2 separate regions of the Macaca mulatta genome follow, and region 2 is linked to region 1. Evidence: chromatin contacts called from public Hi-C data. All regions are on one chromosome and are shown on one strand. Each heading gives the region's core, a stretch centred on a gene start, on an enhancer-like site or on the middle of the called end of the contact. The rest is flanking DNA. Distances are from core to core; before and after follow the strand shown.

Region 1 (4,819 bases), core at 217-2,716:
ACTTTGGAACCAGACGTGCTATGTGGTTTTCTAGCTAGGGGATCCTGGGTAGGTCATGACCACTGTGGCGTCAGGTTCCCCATGTGTGCAATCCTGAATCTCGGCTCACTGCAACCTCCACCTCCTAGGTTCAAGTTATTCTCCTGCCTCAGCCTCCCAAGTAGCTGGAAATACAGGCACATGCCACCACACCCGGCTGATTTTTGTATTTTTACTAGAGATAGGTTTTCACCATGGTGGCCAGGCTGGTCTTGAACTCCTGATCTCAAGCAGTCCACCTGCCTTGGCCTCCCAAAATGCTAGGATTACAGGCATGAGCCACCGCGCCCAGCCATCCATATGCTTCTTTGAAAGTTTAGATACCCAACTCTTGCATGCTAACACCAGAAGCATGCGTTCAGCCTGCCTGCTGGGCAGTCCGACTCCAGAAGGCCTGAATCAGAGCTGTAGGCTGAGGGTTTTCAGGACCATACTGCACACTGGGCTTTAGGTGGTAGGCAGGGAGCCCGTCCATCTCTGGGCAGGGGAGTGGTGCAGTGGACTATGAAAGCTGAGTCACATTCTAAGGAGAGAATCAAGAGCTCCCCAAGTACCTTGCCACTCCAAGCCTCAATTTCTTATCTGTAAAATGGAGGTAATAATAGTGGCTAAATAAAGGGGTTGCTAGGCTTAGAAGAAATGATACAGATATGTAAAGTAGTAATAGTGTACTCTGTCATCCACTCCACAGCTATATATTGAGTGCCTACTATGTGCCACGGAGCAGTTCAAGGCCCTCAAGATAACGGTCTTTACTGAACAAAACCAAGAGCTCTTCGGAGACGTGGTGTGGTAGAGTGGCTGTGAGCTTAGCAGCCCTGGGAGCCATACTGCCTGGGGTCGCATGACTAGCCGTGTGATCTTAACCTAGGTACTTAACCTCTGTGTGCCGCAGCTTTCTTTTGTGTTAAATAGGTGAGTAATGGTATCAACCTCATAGGCCTGTGTGACAGTGAATGGAGGTAATGCACAGAAGGCGCTTAGAGCAGTGCGTGGCTCAGTAGTGTTCGGTAGGGGTGGTACCCAAAGGTAGGGCCTCCCCATTGTCTAGTGTCCTCAGGGCTCCCCAGCCGGCGAGGCTGGGCAGCAGCGCCCCCGCTGGTCCCGAGAGAAGGAAGGGCGTCCTCCTCTGCTCCCAGCGGCGCTCCCGGCTCCTCTCCTCCCTGCGGACTGGGAAGCCTCGGTAACAGCTGTAACTGCTCGGGGAAAGGAGCGCTTCCCCGGTCGGGCTCTGCGCGCGCACTGTACCTGTCCGGGATTGTCACATCCAGGGCTCAAACAGCCTTAAGAGGCCGACGCGGTTATTGTCTCCATTTCACCACGGGGGAAACTGAGGCTCCCGGAGGTCAGGTTCCTCATCCCACACCACGCAGAGAGGGCACGGCGGGACGTGGGGCCGGCGGCTCTGCTTGTCCCCAGCCTCCGCCTGGTGGCCAGCAACCCGCCCCAATCACTGCGACGTGTGCGCGCCTGCTCCCAGCACGTGTGCGCGCCCCGAGACCCGCCCCGGGAAGCCAGGAGCGCGGTTGGGGTCGTGGGGGCGGAAAAGGGTGGCCAGGGCGGACCCGCGGGGCGGGCGAGAGGGCGGACCTTTGGCCGGGCCCCCGCCCCGCCTTCCAGCCCCGCCCGCCGGGCTGCAGAGGGAGGCGGCGGCGGCTCTGGGCGCCGGGAGTCGGCGGGCGGCGAGGAGCGCGGAGCCGGAGCTGGACGCCGCCGCCGCCACCGCCACCGCCACCACCACCTGCGCGGCCGTCATCAAGGTAGGGCGGCCCCGCGCCGCCGGCCGTGCCTTCCCGGTCTGCGCGATGGGGACGTCGGGCGGGACGTGCGCACTGAGCCCCCCGCGGCTTCAGCTCTCGGAGAGGGAGGGATGCGGGGCTCGGCGCGCGGGGGACCTGGCTTTCAGCCCCTTTGCGTGACCTTGCACAAAGCACTGCTCCTCTTCAGGCCTCAGTTTCCCCGTCAGGATAGCGGGCTCATTGGTGGCCCCCTTCTCTCGGGGTTGTTGGGAGGGGCCGCCCCGAGGTCCGCGCTCCCGACGGCTCGCTGCCCGCATGAGTACTGTCTGCACCTCCCACCCCTCCAGCCCGCGGTGAGGGAAGCGCACTCTGGGCGCGGCCAGCCGGTTCCTACAGGCCCCTGCTGTGGCCCGGGTGCTCCATGGGACTCTTGTCGGGACCCTCCCCCTCTTGGCTGCGTTACCTGCTGGGCCTCAGCTTCCTGGTACAGGAAACGGTGGGGTGGGGGGCATCCCCGGGTCCCCGCCAAGCCGGCCTGGGCGTGCAGGTGGGGCATCAGCCGGCCCACCAAGAGGGTTTACTCGTCTGGGGCTGGAGGAGCCCTAGGTTGGAGGTGGCTGGACTCCTGGCGGCACGACTGCCTGGACCAGCCCCACGTAGGCACCTCGATTTACAGAGTGGTACAGGACAGCTCCTTCCCCTTCCCCACCCGGGCCAGGTGCTGGTGCCTAGCTCTGTGTCCCAGAGCTAGTGTGTGATAAGGTGTGACACACACTAGCTGGTGTGACAAGGGTTGACTGGCGGCCACGCCTGGACCTCAGAGGGGTAACAATGCCAAGGGGCTGTGTCTGCGTGGTATTAAGGGATGGGACAGAGCACAGGTCTGAGGGACTGTGGTCCAGGCTCCCTAGGTAAAGAAGACCTATGGCATCTGGCCCAGCCCCTCTGTAAGACCCCCTCTGGAAGGTCTTGCTGCCCCCTTGCACACTCCTTGTGATGGGGATCTCATTAGTTGTAAACCAGGCTGGAATCTGCTACCCAGTCACTGCCTCTCCTGCTGGTCCTGCTCTGAACACACAAACAACCTCTGACCCTTCCTCCCTCACCCTGGAGCAGTGATCAGGTCCCTTAAGTATGCTCACCTCCAGCCCCAGCAGTTTCTCCCATCAAAGCCCAGGGAGCCAAGGCAAGAAGAGGGAGCTGAGGTGTCTGCCCCAGAGCAGACTGTGGGACCTCCGCTTTCCCGGGGGTTGTTCAGAACCCACCTGTGCCTCAGAACTGGAATATGTCTCTCGAGCTTCCTGCCCCTCCTGGGGACCTTCTGAGAGGTCTGGAGTGAGGAGAGCCGGAGCCCCTCTGCAGGCCTTTCCTGCCCCATGTGGCCTCCTCTCCACCTGCCTGATGCCTGCCCTTTTTGAGGGAGCGGTGTCTAAGAATCACTTCTCAGCCTTCTGGACTTTCTTGTCCCCTTCATGACCTGCCCCGCACCCAGGGACTTTCTTACAGCCAAAAGAGGGCAGGAGGCCCCTGGACAGGTCGTGAGCTCTTTGTCATCACAGGTATGCAAGCAGAACCTGGGGTGAGCTACCTCGGACTGAAAGTCTGTGGAATTCTAGGGCTGAAGTAGTGCCTATGACCTTGCCCTGCGGCCATGGTGGAGCTGCACAGGACTGGGAGCCGGACCACAAATGAGTGTTATTATCCCCTCGTAAAAGCAGGCAAAGTATACGTGCTGGCCCATGAGCCCAGCTCCGACGCACAGGCTTAAGTGCTACCTGGGTCTCCTGTCATCTCGACACATGTATAATCTGGGCCCTGTTTTCCTGCTTGCCTAGTGTAAGCCTTTTTGGCCTGATTTAGGAGCATGGCAGATTCGGGTTATTAAAAAGTCATGCTATGACTTTAATTGCTAATAGTTTTTAAGTGCACCATGGAATTATGGAATGTCTAAGCTGAAAGGAGCCTTAAGACATCTTCTCATTCAACCCCCTCATTTTACAGATAGGCATCCCCTGTCCCCAGAGGGGATGTGACTGGGCAAAGGTCACACAGCAAACCAGCAACCGAGCCCAGGGATCCTGATTCCAAGATTGGAGTGCCTTTTTTTCCCCCAGAAAACACATAACATTTAATAAATGAAAGGAGGCTGTATTTATTCCTGTAAAATTAGGAAAAATAAAAATAAAAGGATGAAACTCTGCGCTGGCAAGGCTGTAGGGATTCGCCTGTGGCATTTAATTTTGCAGAGCAATCTGGTAGCCTGTTGTCATGAAAATGACCCTACTTGCCCTTTGCCTTTAGCCAGCTACTTTGAGGGCTTTATCCTAAGGAAGTAACTATAGAGAGAGACATATGTAGTGCTGTTATTTGTAAGAAGTTGTCTTCTGGCCTGGGCGCAGTGGCTCACACCTGTAATCCCAGCAGTTTAGGAGGCCAAGGTGGGCGGATCACCTGAGGTCAGGAGTTCGAGACCACCCTGGGCAACATGATGAAACCCTGTCTCTACTGAAAATATAAAAATTAGCCAGGTATGGTGGCACATGCCTGTAATCCCAGCTACTCGGGAGGCTGAGGCAGGAGAATCACTTGAACCCGGGAGGCAGAGGTTGCAGTGAACCGTGATTGCACCACTGCACTCCAGCCTGGGCGACAGAGCGAAACAACATCTCAAAAAAATAAAGAAAGAAGTTACCGTCTAGTGAAGAAGTGTTCAGTGTTTTATCTGAGGCTTAATAAACATTTCATTTGACAAATACAACTTAAAAAAATAGTGGCACTGAAGCTTACAGTACCAGAGTCTGGTCAGCATAGAAACAGTTTAATCCAGAAGAAAGACCATGAGACTAAAGTCAGCAGACATAGATTCCAGGATGAAGTGTTCCTCTGCCCTACCTTGGGCCAATCCGTTCCCCTCTCTGGACCTCACTTTCCCCATCTGTGAAATGAGGGTAGACTCAGCAGTTGCTGAATTTGTTTGAGCTCTGACAGCCAACCTCTTAGAGTGAACAAATCTCAGTAGCCAAGCCGAGATTGGAAGGAGA
Region 2 (4,168 bases), core at 1,429-3,928, 73 kb after region 1:
AAATACAGATGCCCAGGCCACATTCCAGACCAACTGAAGCTGAATCTCCAGAGTAGGGCCTGTATGTTCATATACGCTCCACAGGTGATCTGCAGTACAGTGAGGATGGAAGACTGCATGTGTACCTATTTCAAGATGAAGAGGACAGCAAGCTCCAGATAGGAGCTGGGACTCAACCCAGATCTCTTAAGTCCTGGCTGGTGGCTCCTTAAAAGTCTAGAAGTGTTGTCCCAAGCCCTCCCTCAACATCTCTGGGAACCGCAGCTGCAGCACAATGGGGGTTCAGCGCCCCTGTTTGCCCCTTCCTTAGCCATGGTTTATTCTGCTTGTCTGCACAGGCCAGATGCTCATGTTCCTTGTCTTATTCTCCATTTACTCAGTCACTGGGGCTCACTCCCGTCTGATGCGCCAGCCAAGATTGCCTTAGTGTGCTCCAGAACAGAAGGCCAAATCCCAGGCATTGCCAGGGCAGCAGAGCTCTACAGGATAGGCTTACCTCTCCCACCTGTGTGGCTAGCACTTCACAGTTTACAAACTCCTCCCACCTCCACTCACTGACACATGCTATTCTAACACAGGTTAGGCAGGTATTCCAAGCCCCATGTTCAGAATCAAAGACCTAGCCTCAGAGAAGTGAAGAAACATCATGCCAAGGTCGCTGACTGCCAAGCGGTAGAGGTGGGGTTGCATCCAGAGAGCTTCCTGGTATGCCTCTGCACAGCGCCATTCCTTGGCCAGCTCTCTCCACCCCAAAGGACCCAGACTGCACACTTAAAAACAGGACACAGGTGTCTTTGAACAAACTTTTTTTTTAATTTTTACATCTAGAATAAATTATTTAAATTATTTCACAGCAAGGGAGAGGGATAGGTAATTTTTATCAGATATTTTTTTAAACCATCTGTTTTTTAAATTACGTTTTTGTTTATGTTCTTGAGCTGAGGTAGTGGAACTCGCCCAGCGCATTCAGGGCCCAGCCAGTTGGCAGAGCATGCCCTCATCTCCTTATTCCATACCCCGGGCGTCCCCTTTCTGTTGACTCAGGAACTTTCTGAGAATGAGGACAGCACTAGGAGATGAGCTTTGGCGGGTATCCATCTTACTGCTACCGTAATTGTGCTTCCTGGAACAAAACTTGAGATTGTATCAGAGAAGGAAACAGGAAGTCAGAAATCAAATCTATGCTTTTAATTGAAACCGTGCCTGAAACAGTTTGAATGATTGTTTTAATGTTGTTTCTGAAATTCCTTGTACCTTTGTGAAAAATAATAATAATAAATAAAAGTGAAAATAAATAGATGTGGAATGTGCGATGGAAATAATGTCACAAAATAATAAACATCTGGCCAGACATTTTACTACAAGGAGCTTTCCTTGTCTTGATTTGTTCCACAAATACCAATTAACTATCTACTGTTGGAGTCAGACACCAAGCTGGAAAACAGGCAGGACAGACAGTCTTTGCCCTCTGCAGTTTTCAGTCATGGTTGGGGGAATGGGGAGGGCCGGGATAGGGGAAACGTAGGCTGTTCTGGAAGGAGAAGCAGGGAAGGTTTCCTGGAGGCAAAGATAGTAAGGTAGAAATCTGCAGGATAAGTTGGAATACTCAGGGCAAAGGGCATTTGGGAAGAAGAATGTTCCAAGCAGGGTAAACTGCAGGTCCTCCAGTCTTGAAAAATCAAAGGGTGGAGCGTAGGCAGGGCGGGGACCAAGGATCTTAAGAAAGAGCCAAGGGCTTTAAAAGTGGGCTTGGAGACTTGAGCCTGGGGGCAACTGGAATTTGGGGTGGGGGTGTGTCTGTGAAAGTTGTCAGTACCAAAACAGAGTCACTTATGTCAAAATCAAACTAAATGGTGCTCCTGTAGTCCTAGCTACTCCAGAGAATGAGGTGGGAAAATCACTTGAGCCCAGGAGTTAGAGGCTGCAGCGAGCTTTGATCGCACTACTGCACTCCAGCCTGGGCAACAGAGCCAGACCCTGTCTCAAACAAAATAACTAAAGGGTGCTGGGAGGCCATGAAGTGGGGGGCCCTCACCAACGATTTGCCTGGTAACAGGAATTACCAAACTGCAGCCTTGCACAAAGAACCACAGCAATGCACAAAAGCCACGATATGAGGACATCTGCCCAGCAACTGCCTGTTCAACTTTCGGATTGAAGCCACCCGTATTAATTCTTGTAATCAAGTATTATTATTTTAAAACAATGTATGCAATCCGCCTCCTTCTGCTTTTAAAAGCCTCTACTTTCCTTTGCCTCCCTGCGTACTCCGCGCCTCTACCCCTTGGGTGCCATGGCACATTTATTCCCGAATTGCAATCCTCCTGCTCAGTCCGAAATAAACTCAATTGGAGAATCTCTGTGTCGTTATTTGAGCTTGACTAGGTTTCTTATAGTTGTGGGAATGATTATCTTTCCCGGGAAAAGGGCAAGAGAGGATCAAGGGAAAGTGAGAGGAGCACCCCTGGAAGGTCCAGCCAACTTTGGTCCCATCACCAGGGCTGCAGTTTTCTGGGCGTTAGTGATCCAGCGTCATTAAGCAGGAAGCCCACCCTCTCCCGGCTGGCTTATTAGGAGCCTCCCATTTCTGCTGAGGCCACCTCCTGGCCTGGGCGGGCAGAGGGAGCACCCTGCTGGTCGGAGGATGCTCCCTGCAGGCTGTCATCCTCCCAGCGGCCGGCCGGCCGGCCTGGAGCCGCCCCGCCCACGGCCGAGGTTTCGGTTTCCCGTGGGAGCCCCGCCCCGTGCCCCGGGGAGCCGGAGGTGGCGGAGATGAATGGCGGGCGCGGCGGCTAGCAGCCGGACCCCTGGGGGGTCGGAGCTTGTCGAGGGATGCGGCTGGCGCTGCCCGGAGCATGGCGACCGCATAGCTGAACTCTTCTGTCGCCGCTGCCACCGCTGTGTGTGCGCGCTTTGCCCGGTGCTGGGCGCGCACCGTGGCCACCCGGTGGGCCTGGCGCTGGAGGCGGCGGTGCACGTGCAGGTGGGGACGGTGTGGACGGGGTTCGCCGCGCGGGAGTTGGGGGAGCCAGTCCAGGCATAACGGCCGAGGAGGGGAGGTACCTGACCGTGGCCAGTGGCGGGTTACAACCTGGAAACCAAAGGTGCCCCAGAGGGCGTCTAAGCGGTCGATCGAAAGTTCAGAGGGGGAGACTGAGACCCAAGGAAGGGCAAAGGCGAGCCAAAGCCATCAGTTGAGCTTCAGAAAAGGTGGGTTCAGGAGTGAGAGGTTGGGAGCCCAGGCTGGTACCCAGATGTCCTTGACTGTGTCCACCATGGCCGATCCACCACACTGCCATTGGGCTGGAAGATAGTCTGCCTTCCAGTTAACAGAGGTGCAAACTCTCCCTCTTAATCAACAGCCCTATGTAGCTAAGAAAGCCACACAGACATCTCGGGTTTACTCAATCTGCAATCCATAGAAAGGGCCTGTGAACCTTGAGTTGAGGACGGCTGATTGCCCTTGGAGCAGCCTCAGCTGTCACTACCTACCTCCTCTCCCCTCCCCGGCCACACAGACGCTCCCATTCCTACTCGTGGCAGCCTTGGGTGAGCCATTATTATTACGGCCATTTTATAGGCCACAAGAGGAAGGCTCTGGAGGCAGGGTCAGGCCTTGAACCCAGGACTCCATTAGCCAGATGCCCCCAGTAGAGCCATTGTCACCATAGAACCTCACCCAGGTATAATCCTAACAGTGCCCAGGGACTTTGGGCTCCTGCTCCAGCTTTCCAGCTGACTTGTTCTGTGGCTCCTCTCAAATCCTTCTCTCTCTCTGGGTTTCATGAAGCCTGGGCATGGTAGGCCCTCCTGTCTGACAGATGTTGATCCTACCACTTCCCTCTCCAAGAAGTCTTCTGTGATGAACTCGGCCTCATCTTGAGCTTTTCCCCGGTACTGCATGACTCCAGACTACCACATTGTGACAACCGTGGAACTCCAAGGTGAAAAGGGGATCATGGGGGACAATCCAGTGGAGTCGTGGGCTCAAGACCCGTCCCTGCCACCAGACCCTTCCTTTTTTTAACTTATGAAATGGCTGTAATTATAATAATGGCTGCTTGAAAAACCTATTCAGAACTAACAAGGCTGCTTTCCACAGATCTGGCTGAAGAGTCTCACCCATCCATTTGTCCATTCCCCTACCCACTACCTACTGTCAACTTGA

The links. A called contact is a pair of places that touch in the nucleus more often than the background predicts.
Region 2: a contact with region 1 is called in a Hi-C map of liver, with 4 times the contacts expected there. The contact joins the enhancer-like site here to the promoter of CORO2A in region 1. A contact is called at or near these places in 5 of 14 Hi-C or Micro-C datasets (CD4 T cells, blood, cortical neurons and 2 more).

What each region holds. Positions count from the first base shown.
Region 1 is chr15:60,210,389-60,215,207 of T2T-MMU8v2.0, forward strand. CORO2A (coronin 2A) reads left to right here and starts at 1,467. Exons shown (of 12, transcript XM_015117227.3): 1 at 1,467-1,799. All of the region lies in intron 1 of TRIM14 (tripartite motif containing 14), which reads left to right.
Region 2 is chr15:60,282,248-60,286,415 of T2T-MMU8v2.0, forward strand. TRIM14 (tripartite motif containing 14) reads left to right here. Exons shown (of 8, transcript XM_028835036.2): 2 at 2,745-2,983. The coding sequence starts at 2,777. It overlaps CORO2A (coronin 2A), which reads left to right. Exons shown (of 12, transcript XM_015117227.3): 12 at 1-1,364. Among named protein-coding and RNA genes, the nearest start is that of NANS, 62 kb to the right of the region's middle. Within about 2 kb of position 2,679, at least 13 of the 40 cell types and tissues checked have an H3K27ac peak or open chromatin away from gene starts, as enhancers often do. A contact at or near this core is called in CD4 T cells, blood and liver, where this site is marked.